Regions from separate parts of the Mus musculus genome. Here regions 2, 3 and 4 are each linked to region 1. The links are chromatin contacts, called in public Hi-C and promoter capture Hi-C maps. All regions are on one chromosome and are shown on one strand. The core of a region is the stretch at or near the end of the contact, and the rest is flanking DNA. Distances in the headings are between cores, read along the strand shown.

The links. Promoter capture Hi-C pulls out the DNA fragments that hold promoters and counts their contacts. Hi-C and Micro-C count contacts between places; a contact is called where the count stands out from the background.
Region 2: a contact with region 1 is called in a promoter capture Hi-C map of the 3T3-L1 cell line, with 3 times the contacts expected there. The contact joins the enhancer-like site here to the promoter of Ppp2r5c in region 1. A contact is called at or near these places in 2 of 39 promoter capture datasets (the 3T3-L1 cell line and pre-B cells), 1 of 115 datasets of contacts at active chromatin or transcription factors (pancreatic cancer cells) and 1 of 9 other capture datasets (embryonic stem cells).
Region 3: a contact with region 1 is called in a promoter capture Hi-C map of pre-B cells, with 4 times the contacts expected there. The contact joins the promoter of Rcor1 here to the promoter of Ppp2r5c in region 1. A contact is called at or near these places in 4 of 39 promoter capture datasets (the 3T3-L1 cell line, the C10 cell line, fetal liver and 1 more), 4 of 484 Hi-C or Micro-C datasets (CD4 T cells, embryonic stem cells, erythroblasts and 1 more), 7 of 115 datasets of contacts at active chromatin or transcription factors (T-cell acute lymphoblastic leukemia, bone marrow-derived macrophages, cardiomyocytes and 4 more) and 2 of 9 other capture datasets (adipose tissue and liver).
Region 4: a contact with region 1 is called in a Hi-C map of muscle stem cells, with 3 times the contacts expected there. The contact joins the promoter of Ankrd9 here to the promoter of Ppp2r5c in region 1. A contact is called at or near these places in 4 of 39 promoter capture datasets (cranial neural crest, embryonic stem cells, neutrophils and 1 more), 5 of 484 Hi-C or Micro-C datasets (the Ba/F3 cell line, LSK cells, embryonic stem cells and 2 more), 5 of 115 datasets of contacts at active chromatin or transcription factors (astrocytes, embryonic limb bud, memory CD8 T cells and 2 more) and 2 of 9 other capture datasets (adipose tissue and liver).

The regions. Positions count from the first base shown.
Region 1 is chr12:110,445,816-110,448,772 of GRCm38.p6, reverse strand. Ppp2r5c (protein phosphatase 2, regulatory subunit B', gamma) reads right to left here and starts at 1,549. Exons shown (of 16, transcript NM_001373949.1): 1 at 1,388-1,549; 2 at 736-801. The coding sequence starts at 1,414.
Region 2 is chr12:111,429,137-111,432,093 of GRCm38.p6, reverse strand. Exoc3l4 (exocyst complex component 3-like 4) reads right to left here. Exons shown (of 14, transcript NM_001289487.1): 13 at 2,558-2,679; 14 at 414-1,425. The coding sequence ends at 1,242. Among named protein-coding and RNA genes, the nearest start is that of Tnfaip2, 12 kb to the left of the region's middle. Within about 2 kb of position 1,518, at least 206 of the 459 cell types and tissues checked have an H3K27ac peak or open chromatin away from gene starts, as enhancers often do. A contact at or near this core is called in pancreatic cancer cells, where this site is marked.
Region 3 is chr12:111,037,867-111,040,823 of GRCm38.p6, reverse strand. It overlaps Rcor1 (REST corepressor 1), which reads right to left and starts at 1,457. Exons shown (of 12, transcript NM_198023.3): 1 at 936-1,457; 2 at 803-862. The coding sequence starts at 1,218.
Region 4 is chr12:110,977,560-110,980,516 of GRCm38.p6, reverse strand. Ankrd9 (ankyrin repeat domain 9) reads left to right here and starts at 1,477. Exons shown (of 3, transcript NM_175207.5): 1 at 1,477-1,677; 2 at 2,390-2,569.

The sequences.
Region 1 (2,957 bases), core at 300-2,799:
ATCCGGCTCTGGAGAGGGGAGACTTAAGGAGCAGCTTCCAGGTGCCCTGAAATTAAAGCCTGAGCCTCTTCGCTTGGGCACTCTAGTTCCAAGACAATGAGATACAAAACAAAGCCAAAAAAGGGGGGTCAAGGGGCCTGCCCTGAAAATCCCCCAAGGGCACAACTCTATTAAGGATCACAGATTCCACCAAATGACCCAAGGGATCATTCCAGATATTCTTGAAATAAGCCAAAGCCAGGAAGCAAGAAAAGTCAGGATTCACCAAAGAGGATGGAGGAGCTTGTGGGAAAGGAAATAGAAGACTGTTTAAAAAAAAAAAAAAAAGTACCCAAATTAGAGCCACCAAAACACATCCACACTTAGTTGAAAAGGACCAGACATCAGCAGAAGAGAAGCTTGCCCAGGACACCAGTTCGAGGCTGCAGCAAGGAAAGCAAGGACCGTGGAAGTCACTGAGAGAGCCAGAGACACAGAAAAGGAACGAGGGGGCAGACCCTAAAGCTAGAGACTCCATTTAAGACCAGTTCACTGGGAGGGCTTGAGCTCTGTTAGAAGCCACAAAACTGTTTTTAAAATGTCAGTTTCGCTGTGCACACTTTAATAAAAGAGTGGGGGGGGGGATAAGTAACTCATAAGAAAAGACTTCAGAAACACTTTGGTTTGTAGAGCCTCCGTGTTAGACCCTAGATTAAAGGCTGATCAAGAATAACAATGAGCTTGTCCAGAGGTTACCTCTGTTTCTGCTGTATCTTGTCCTTCTTTTGGACCTTTTCCACTTTTCACCGGTTTTGGTGGTTCCTGGGAATCATCACAAAACAAAAACAAAAAAACAAAAACAAACAACAACAAAAAACCATTAGTGTTCTCAATATTTGGACCGCTAAGCATCAGCTCAAATGCAGTTTCTAAATTGATACATATCACTGAGAGCTTCTGATGGCTTTAATATGTCAGCAGCAAACTACATCATATTGAGTATATTCACAATACCAGCAGCCTTCAAATTCCGTTTCTCTTCATGTCTGTGTTGGGGGGCGGGGGAGGGAGGTGAAAACTCCAGGTAGGGACACGTAACCCCAGCTCTCGGCCCATCCCTTTCTCCCCTCCCACCCTTAAACCTCACAAGTGAGGGTTTCTGGGGCGAGTCCGGAACGCTCCAGCACCCCAGCCCCCGCCACGCAGAGCACTGCACGGAGCATCAGCCGCCACCCAGAGCGACCGCGGCACCTCAGCGCCACCTCAGAGCCTGAGCGGCCTCCCCAGCTCCATGCAATCCTGCCAGCGCCCTGGGCCCGCCCGCGAGCCTGGACGACCTGCCGCCCCGCCCCTACCCGCCGACGCGGGGACCCCAGACCCGGTCCCGGAGCCCCCGGCCCCGACTCACTTTCTCCTTCTTGTTTTTATTCGGCATGGCTGGTGCGGGCCGCCGCCGCCGCCCCTGCCTCCGCCCGCCGCCACTGCCGCTGCAGCAGCAGAAGCGCCCCCGGCCCGGCCGTCGCGCCGCCCCGGCCGCCGCCGCCGCCGCTGCAGCCGCCGCCCGGGGACTGAGTCGCTCGTCCGCTCTCGCTTCCCCTTTTCCAGGCTCCCAGAGGCTGCGGCAGCCGCGGCGGCGGCGGCGGCGGCGGCAGCGGCGGCGGCGTCTCTCCGCCCCTCTCCCGGCAGGCCCCGCCCCCGCCCCAGGCCCCGCCCCGCGCCGGCCCCACGCTGCCCTCTCCCCGCCTCGCCGCCCTCAACGACGCCACGCCATTGGCCGACACGGCCCCACGTGCCCTAACGCTCCGCAGCGTCGCCCCGCCCACTGCGCGGCCTGTCCCCACCCCCTCGGTGCGGACCGGCTCGTGTGCCGGGCTGTGAAGGTTTTGGTGGAGCCATCAGGGAGGGAGCTACTGGGGAGAGGGAGGCGTGTGCGGACAACGGAGGTGATAAAGTCACGGCCGCTGAGCCGGGACGGGGAGGAGAGCAAAGGACAGTGAGGAGCGGGAATGCACATGTGAGATGTATGGCGACTATTCTGTAGCCTTCCAGGCACGAAAAACTCTACCCCATAAGCCTGGTAGCGGTGACGCTCGTGCAGTGCGGAGGAGACCCGGGACCGCGCGAGCGGCGGTTTCCTTGGGCCATTAGGCCCCGCCCACGAAGGCAATGCTGCTGGCTCCGGGGTACGCTCCGCCCACCGCACGCCTCAGAGGCGGGGCTCGCCTCAGCCCCGCCTATAGAGTCCACGCCTCTCCTTTCGTCCCCGCCCACGCGAGCAAAGGAACTCTCCCCAGAGCAGACTCTGCCCACGGCGGTCCAAGTGTAGACTGCCTAGTTCCCCTGTGGTCCTGCACGCCGAAATTTCTCTGTTCCAGACTCACCCGCAAGGCAACCGGCTTCCCCAATGTAGGCACCGCCCACCTTACGTCTTAGGGATTGGATCCACCTAGGCCGAGCCCATCAGCTGCTCACTCTGAGACTCTACCTGCACACTGCCACCCATCGCCCCGGCCCACCAGGGAGGTAGTCAGATCAGTGTAGGCTTTTTTTCCGAGCCCATTACGTCTGAGCAGCCCTGCGTCTTTGTTATTCTTTAATTACCAGTGGTCGTTAGCCTGTGAGAAAACTGCATGAAGACCAGGGATCACTTGATTCTCTCACTTCTCTAGTAGCTCTTTATGAGGGAAGAAGCTAATTCGCTACTTATACAGTCCTGTTTTTGGAGTTGTCAGTGTCTGACATCCTATGCTAAGGGGGAGCACTCAGAAGGAAGACTGTAGGAGTGAACTGTTTCGAGTGCAGGAGACTTCAGGCGCTCACTCATGATTTAGGAGGTGCCTTCGTCATAAGCTTTGAGCCTGCTAGACAAACGCTGGAGACTTCAGCTACGTACCCAGGCCAAGGCACTGAAAAATCGATGTATCTTAACCCTTGGTTTTTGTTTGTTTTTGTTTTAACTCTTGTAAATGCCAAGCAAA
Region 2 (2,957 bases), core at 269-2,768, 980 kb before region 1:
GCCTGGGAGAGCAGGGAGAGATGCTTTGCCCACCTCCCTCACACTGCAGCATTTTAGAACCCTGGTCTTATACACTTGAGGAGGGAAACTTCACAGGGCTTTTGGGACCCCAGACCACATGCAATTACTTATCCCCACATAAGCTAGTGTCAGGGTCAAGCCCAAAGCTACAGTGGCAGTCTGCTGGGGAACAGTAGAGTAAGAAAGCCATCACAGCCCCGTGCCATCAACTCTGTAAATCCTGGTTTGGCTCACATATTCCCTGGGAATTGGAGCCAACAATGAAAACAGGTCTCCAGCCTTTGCCTACAGGCTATAGACAAATTTCAAGTTGTCTAGGGAAGCAGGTGCACTGTCTCCTGGAAATGTACCCGAGGCATGGTTACCTTTCCACCTGTACACCACCACCACACAGTGACCTGGCAAATTTTATTGCTTGAGAGTCCCTCCTACATGAAACTAGAATACTGCAAGCTGCAGAACCGGTGCTCACGAGGGCTCAGGTGCCTAGCAAGAGGCTGAGGGCTGTCTACCCCTTCTGGGCAAGACCAACGTGGTGTCTGAGGCTAGGGACCCAGGGTGTGGGGTCTGCCTTTGCTTTGTTGTTGCTTTTAAAATGTATTTAGTTTTCCTTTATGCACACGTGTCTTGCCTGCCTGCATGTCTGTGTTCAGCACAAGCTCACACTCACAGAGGCCAGAGAGGGCGTTTGGTCCTCTGGAACTGGAGTTGAGGACGGTTGTTTATCGCCCTGTGGGTGCTGGGAGCACAACCTTTGAAGGGAGAGCCAAGGCTCCTGTTTTGATCTGCTGAGGCAGGCAGGGGCTTTTCCAGCTCAGGACTGGCTCGGTCCTCCCATACATTCAATCCAGCATCACCTCTCCCAACCAGCTTAGCTTGCCCAACCTTGTACACTATTTTAATTCACATTTATTTTTAGAATCCTCAGCTTCGCACTACAGTGTGGATGTGCTGAGCAGTTAGAAAGGGAAGCCTTCCCTGGCCTGAAGTCCTGAAAGGAGACTCCGCAGCCCCAAAAGACTCCCCCACAAATGCCCGGAATGCCTCATCTCCTGGCTCCTCTGGCTGAGCAGCCAGGCAGCTGAGACCAAAAATTCCATGTCCCCAGGCTTCAGTGCTGGGGGTAGGGCCAGAGTGACTCACTGGGCTCCCAACTTGGGGTCAGTCATGGAGAGGGTGACAGATCCTCGGCCAACGAGGCTCCTGCTCGCCCTTCAGCCCTAGATGCAGGTGATTAGCACGTCCACAGAGGTGGGCACTTCGATCTCCTCGAAGAGCACGTGGTGTGAGGGGAGCCTGGTCTCGTGGGCAGCCCTCAGCAAGTCTTGGGTGTGTTGCAAGAGATTCTGGTTCCGGCGGCGGCCGAGTCTGCGTAGTGCCAGAATGGCCAGAATGTGGTCTCGCCTGTAGAGACATAGGTTCCCCACTGCAGAGCGGTGCCCCCTGGTACCCTTCAGCTCTTGCCCCGCCCCCACCCCCGGGAGGGCAGGAACCCAGGCTTGGGAGGAAGTATGATTCAGCATTCCTGGAGCTGGATTAGGGAGGCTGAAAGGCTGGGACTATCCCAGGCTGCGAGGGGATGGGGCTCTAAAAGGAGGCAAGGAGGCGGGAGTGTGGGCCTGGAGGTGCACAGTAACTGGACCTAGAACACACAGACATGAGACAGGGGAGGGGGCATGCGCACAGCGGAAAGAAGCTCTGTGCAGAGGCAACGCAAGAACTCTGATCTAGGGAAGGCTCCAGAAACTGGCAGAATGCTAGGGAGGTAGAGGCCAGGCCAGGCCAGGCCAGGCGGCAGGTTGGGGAATGTCCTCACAGTGTGCAAGACAGAGCGTGGTGGGGGTGTAGGGTGACAGGTGAAGTGGTGGAGGGGTGGACGTGGGTGGAATAGGTACAAAGGGGCACCCTGAGTCACTGCGTCCCCACTGCTTCCCCGCAGCCATCCAAGACCACTTTTGGAGCCAGGGAGGAAGGGCCAAACACCAGTTGGGGAACCCCCGAGGAGCGGTAGGGAAACTGAAAACTTAGAAGGAACTAACGGGGTCGGGTCGTTGTTGTCCGTATTCAAAATCTACCAGAACAAACAAGCTGCGAGCAGCAAGGAGCCAGAGAAGGGGCTGGACCAGGGGCTTTCAGTGATCTTTCCATCCCGGAATCTCCGAGAGCACTGGAGAGAGCCAAGCCGGGATTTCCAAGGGCTCTGATGATTCACTGCCCCACACGAGCCTCCTCATGGCTGCCGAGGCCTCAGAGAGCTTCCAGAGAGGGTTTGAGCCCGAGAGTGGAGCCACGCCGTCCACAGATGGTGGAGAACACGAGGGAGGGGATGGTCCTCTTGCCTGCGGTCCCTGTGCGCCTTCCTCGCGGGCATGCGCACACGGGTCCGTCGCGGTTCGCTTCCCGACTAAGCCACAGTTCTCTCGGCCCTGACAAGCTCGCTCTTCCCTCCGTTCCACGCCTGCACTCACTTTGCTAAAGGCGCGAGTGCCAGGTTCCAGTGACCCCTGACTCTAGGAGGGAAGGAGGATCTGCTAACCTGATGTCCGGGTAGCTCCGTATAAGTGTTTCCAGGTGCCGCCGGATGTCGTCTTTGTATGTCTCGCCCAGGATCTCAGCCACAGACAGGATGGCTTGGTCCAGCCACTTGGCTTCAGAGCCCTAAGGAAACAGGGAGATATGTGCGTGGTTCATCTCCCCCAAGGAGTCTCTGCCTACAAACCTCTCCTGTAGTGCCCAGAAACACCCTTCCCGTGTGTCTGCCGCGGGTGGCTTGCCCATAAGAAGATTCCACGGAGTCAGGGAATAAGATTCCACAGACCACATCTGCGGTGACTCTGGAGAGTTTTCTTCCTGTCTGCACAGACGGGAAATCCGAGCCCTGACCAGGAAAGTGCTGATTGGAACCTGTCACCAGTAGGAGGCCAGCAGCCCAGATA
Region 3 (2,957 bases), core at 208-2,707, 590 kb before region 1:
CCCGTACCTCTTTAAATTTGCTTCCACACAGATCACCAGGAAGGCAAGTAAGAATGCCCCTTCTTAGGGGACAAGGATTTCTAGTAGATGGAAATGGCCGGTTAGCTAAACCTTTTGATGGTTCTATTCTTTCACAACCTCTTCCTCCCCACCCCATCCCCCCCAAAAGAAAAAAGAAATAAAGGAAACACACATTTACAAACAGATCTTAAAATAACAGCCACAAGTCGGGCTCTCTTATCTAGACAGATGCTCTCTGGAAAGCACACTTCTTTTATTACCTGATTGGGGTGGAGGGACAGGAAGATCTTTACTCCACCAGCCCTCGGGATGGGATGGGATGGGATGGGATGGGATGGGATGGGATGGGACAGGATGGGACCGGACGGGACAAGACGGGATGAGAGTCAAGAGGCAATAAGAGCGTAGGGTTGGCAGGGTAACGCTAGGAGCCAGTTTGAAGTAAGAAGTCTCTGCGGAGCCCTGGGTCCGAGCGCCCCAGGACGCCAACTCTCCAGCACTGCCACCCGGGATCCCGTCCTAGCTCCGGTACACCACACCTGGAGGCAGAGACATCCCACTCCACCCCGGCCAGGTGTGGCTTTCTCAGAGCCGGGGGACACTGCGGGCCCAGTGCTGTCCCCACCGGAGCCCATGGCCTCCCCGCACCCGAATCTGCAGCACACTCGTGTGCGAGCGTGCCGCGCCGCCTGCCCTCGCGCCCCGTGTGCCCCCGCGGACCGAAGGCCAACACGCACAAAAAACAAAGTTGTCTCCCGAGCTCCCGTCACTCGCTACTCACCAGGATCGAAGTCGGGCACCGCCGCTTGGTACTGGGGTCCCACCCGCATGCCACCGCCACCTGCGGGGAAGCAGAGCACGGCGGTCAGCGCGGGCGCGGACACGGGCCGGGCGCGGGGGCGGCTGCCACCTACCGTGCTCCTCGTCGCTGGACGAGCCCGAGCTGCCTTCCTCCCAGGAGTTGCTGCCGCTGTTCCCGTTGGGAGCCGCCGCCGCCAAACTTTTATTCTGGCCATTATTGGGGGCGGCGGCGGCCGAGGCGGCGGCGGCGGCCGAGGCGGAGGCGGTGCCGGCCGAGGCGGCGGCTGAGGCGGCGGCCGAGGCGGCCGAGGCGGCGGCCGAGGCTGCGGAGGCCGCCGTGTTCCTCCCTCGCCGCTTCCCTGAGACCTCGGGGCCCTTCTCCACCATGGCCGGCATCGGCGGGGCCCGGGGCCGGGCCAAAGTGACGGGGACCCCGGCTCGCGAGGCGCGGGCGGCGGGCCGCGGGCAGGGGGCGCAGGTGGGCGCCGGGCCGGGCGGGCGAGCGCGCGGGATCCGCTGGCGGGAGTTGGGGCTAGAGGAGGCCCAGACGGGCGGAGCAACGAGCCGCCTCAAGCCCCCGATGCCGAACGGAGCGCAACTTTGGCTCTCATCGCCGCCCGCACTTCGCTGGCTCTAACTACTCCGGGAGCCGCGGGCGGGGGGGAGGGGCGGAGCCTGGGGGGGAGGAGGGCCGCGCACAGCCTAACCCGTCGCTCGCAAGCTCCGCCCCTGCGAGCTTCCATTGGCTCTCACGGGATCCGGGCGGCAAGCAGGGGCATGGTAGGTCTCTGTGCGCGTCCGTCAGGCCACGGGGGCGGGATCACGGGAAGGAGGGGGAAGGTTCTGTGCTTCCGTTGGCCAGGTTGGGTTGACGCGTATCGCCCACTGTACGTGGTTTGAGGTTTGCGATCGCTTTACGCCCCATGATCCATCTCTCGAGGCAACAGCGAGGAGTTAGCCCCCTCCCCCTCCCCAGCGCCCCGCTCCCTCCGCTCGCACCCTGTGGGCCCCGCGCCACCTCCCCCGGGGATCCCGCCGAGCGTCCCATCGGCTTCCCAAAGTGAATGTGCCCGACGCGAGAACAGAAATCGCGGGCAAGGTCGGGACTACTTTCCCCCTCGCGCGGAGGAGTACGCGCACAGTTTGAATGGGTTCTATACAAAGAGGGGAAACTAATTGGAAGAAACTAATTGCGCCCCCGCGTCGCCCAGGGGCGATCGAGATGTACTAGAGCAAGGGAACCTGGGGACGAGGCTCTCAGGTGGCAGTGTCCCCCGAGGGAAGGAAAGCGGTTGTGCCTGGAGACGATGGAGCTCCCCGCTAATTGGGTTGGGGGCCACCGGCTCCCCACGTTGCCTGAGGGGCCGAGGGAGGAGTCGGGATGTTCGGCCGGGGAGGGCCTCGAAGCCGTCGGGGTGAGGGGAGGTGCCGAGTGGCCCCGGGACAGCAGGAGGGACATAGATCGACTAGGGGCCCCACCGCGAGGGGGAAAAAGAAGGAGCTTGAGTCCCCAGCTCGGTAGAAGAGGAGGGTCACTTCCCGAGACCCGGGCCCTTCCCCCAGCCCGCAGGGCTAAGAGCCTGAACGCGGAGGAGTCGGTGACACCCAGCCCTGGGCGTCCTTGTCCCTGGAGTGATCAAGCGAGGGGCCCCGTCACTGCCTGACAGCTGCCTGTGGGGCTGGGTGGGCTGCCCCACCCCCCGCGCCAGCGACCAAACCTGGGGACTATAGGTGAAACCGTTTGCTTTAAATTAAAAATAAATAAATAAAACAGGAGATGGCTATTTTTCGTTTATATTACTTCAGACCTGGGCTTCATATGGGGACAGTTTTTACACCCGCTCAGGATATAAATAGCTACAGAGAGAAAACGAGAGTTTTATGGTTTGAAAGCCCGCATAAATAAGCAGGGGTTTCTCTTCCACGTTTTCTGCCCCGCGAATCATTTTAAACTTCACTGAAGTGACCATGGTCACTTCTAACTGGCCTTCAAGAACAGGGCCCAGAGCCTCCCGGTAGCAGATCCCTGCCCCCACCAAGTTCCTGTTCTTGCTCTTGGACTCCTCTCTGAAGGACACCCCTCTGCTTAGAAAGTCCTGGGCACTGCAGGCATGAGCTCTGGAATAACCGGGTCC
Region 4 (2,957 bases), core at 228-2,727, 530 kb before region 1:
AGACTAAGTCATTATAATAAATTCCCTTAATATATAGAGACATTGCATAAATTCTGTGATTCTAGAGAACCCTGACTAATACAGGTGAAGAATAACAGGAAGTCTCCATGTGTGCACGTGTGTATGTGCGTGTGTGTACACGTATGCCTGCTTAAGTCTACTCAAAGGAGCCAGGTGAGAGAGACTCCAGCTTAAAGTCCCTTAGCCCCTGCTGGCACAGAGGAGCCAAGAGGGTTGAAGGCTGTATACACATTTGCTCTGAGGTAGGGGAGGGGAGGTTGCTTTGAAGGTGCTAGCTGTCTGCTGGACAGAGGCAGGAGGAAGGGCTTGGATGGAGGCTGCAGGAACCCTTGGCCCTAACTGAGCCTCTAAGGGCATTGTGGAAAAGAAACTGGCCGTGCCTGTGAATGGAGTTTGGAACTATTTCATCAGGGGGATCCTTGCCTCTGGTAAGGTGGGGTGAGAGTCCCAAGGTCCAGGCGTGGCAGCTTTCATCTGTGCATTTGGAATGGACTTGGCACTCCCACACCCCTGATGAAGTCAGGGGCTCCCTCAGGCTCTAGGGTCAGCCATGGGAAGGCTAGAACATGCTCCCAGTTCTGCCTGAGTGAAAAACAGCCCCAAAGTGTACCTTTCTTTGGACAACCGACTCTCTCTCTCTATCTCTCTGTGTGTGTGTGTTTTGAGATAGGGTTTCTCTGTAGTCCTGGCTGTCTTGGAACTTGCTTTCTAGACCAGGTTGGCCTTCAGTTCAGAGATCCACCTGCCTCTGCCTTCTGAGTGCGGGGATTAAAGATATGTGCCAACTCACACTGGACTTAAATAACTATCTACCTCATAGCAGGCATCATAATTCTGCCCCCCCCCCTTTTCTCCTGTGTTAGTGGTAAAGTCAAAGTGAAAGAAAGCGTTTAGCCCAGAAGACGACACAATAGGCACTATAAACAGCTCTTATACACGCATGCATCCATGCCTTTCTTTTGAGATTGGAGCCGAGGCTAGCCATGCCAGGGCGTTGGCAGGGCAGAGCAAGGTTCAATAGTTTAAGGGCTCAGTCCTATTCTAGGCCTTCCCACACGCAGATGGGGTAACAGCTGGATGTTTCCCCAAGGTCAGTGAGGGTCAGAGCAAGGGAAGCCCAGAGCAGGACTCTTGCAGCAGCCGCAAGCGCAAGCCAGGGAGCCTATTCTTGTGTGCAGTCTAGGACCGCACAGATCCAGCTCCAGGAGCCTGCCGGGACTCGCCCCGCCTCCATCACGTCCCGCCCTCCAAGCTCTGCCCGGTGCCCGGCATCTCTCACCACCCCTCCCCACCCCGCCACCTCGGGGCCCTCAAGTTTCTCCGAAGTTTTCCGCGGGTCCCTCTGAGAGTCCCGCCCCCTGGCCCGTGACGCAACAATGGTGCAGCGCGACGACCAATGGGTAGCGGCGGGGGCCGGCGGCGTGAGCCAATGGCGGCGGCGGCCCGTCCCGCGGTCCTGCCCGGCCCCGGCCGCACTGCGCCGCCCGCCGCCCTCCCCTCGGCGGCACCAGCACCGGCATCGGGAGACGGTGTCGCGGCGGCTCAGAGTGCAGCGGGCGCTGCCTCCGCTCCCGGCGTCGTGGGATCTCTGTCTGCTCGCCCGTGCATGGACGGCGCGCGCTCCGGCCCGCCGCAGGGACAGGGTCGCGCGGCTTGGTGAGTCGCCTGCCCCGAGCGCCCCGGTGCGCAGGTGCAGCCCCTGATCCTGGCCACCGGCCCGCAGACACTCGGGCGCGCCCCGGGAGGGGTCAGGGAGGATCTGGCCGGCGGCCCAAGCTCCAGTCACAGAGCCGCGGCCGTGACTCTGCCCAGTGACGTGGGGCGGCCGAACTTTACGTAACCCGCCCGGCACCCCACGCGTGCCCACACAGTGCATCTGGGGCGCAGGGGGCCCAGGTTCCGGGAGGAGCTGCAGTCATGCCAATCCCCTCAGAGGGGCGTCTGCCGCAGCCCACTCTATAGTGCTCACCTCTGTAACCCAGTTAATGGTCATGACACTGTGGACGAGGCCCTCTGGCTGTCCCAGGTCCCTTGTAACCTAGAGCTTACCCTTGCTGGAGGCAGTAGGGCTCTTGGGCAGGGAGACCAAGGGTGAATGGCCAGGGCTCAGGTTTGAGGCTTGGGACCCAAGGTGGAGGTAGGGTTTTTAAACTGGGGTCTGCAGTGTATGGAACGGCCCTCAAACAGAACGCAGGAGACCTAGGCTCTTGTCCTGGCTCAGCCTGACTTGGTGACTGACCTTGGACTAGCTTGTCCCCCGTTGAAAAGTGAGATGGCAGTATCGGCCTCATGTGGATGGACCTCGAGAGGACTGCAGGTGGTGTATGCTCCAATCCCCCCACTGACTTCACCTTTTCCCTCCTCCCAGGAGCTCCTTCCTGATGGGCAGGAAAATTGTTTGTGGATAAAAGAGCCAGAGCCACTTTCCAACTCTGGCTGCGGGCGGGCGCACTGCCAGCCCTGGGCCACCACTTTCTTGTTGATGAGGTTTGGTGTGTTAGAGTGAATACCTGCATCTACAGAACCCAGGGCCGCCTGCAGGAACCAGGTAGGTCTAAGTGAATAATCTCCACGACCCTCCTGGAAAGAAGTTTGAGTAGTCTCTTGGGGTCAGGGTAGAAGTAGAGTTGGGGCTGGATTTGGGGGTGTGAGGGTGATTTGGGCTCAACTTGTGCTGTGAGCCTGAGTCTTCTGCGATGTCCCATGGGTTCCTCTTTATTTGCAGTTGGAAGGACCTGGCTCAGGTGTGAAAGGAGCGCTTTTTGAAGGTTCCAGGGCTGCAGAGGGTTGGCACACGGAAGGCTCCAGCAGATCCAGCCTTCTCTAGCACAGGCAAGAGAGGAAGTGCAGGTGCAGAAATTCAAGAATGGTTCTGGGTCCAGGAGAGAATAGAGCTGGGGGCAGTGACTGGCAGACCCGATTCATTCGACCCTACT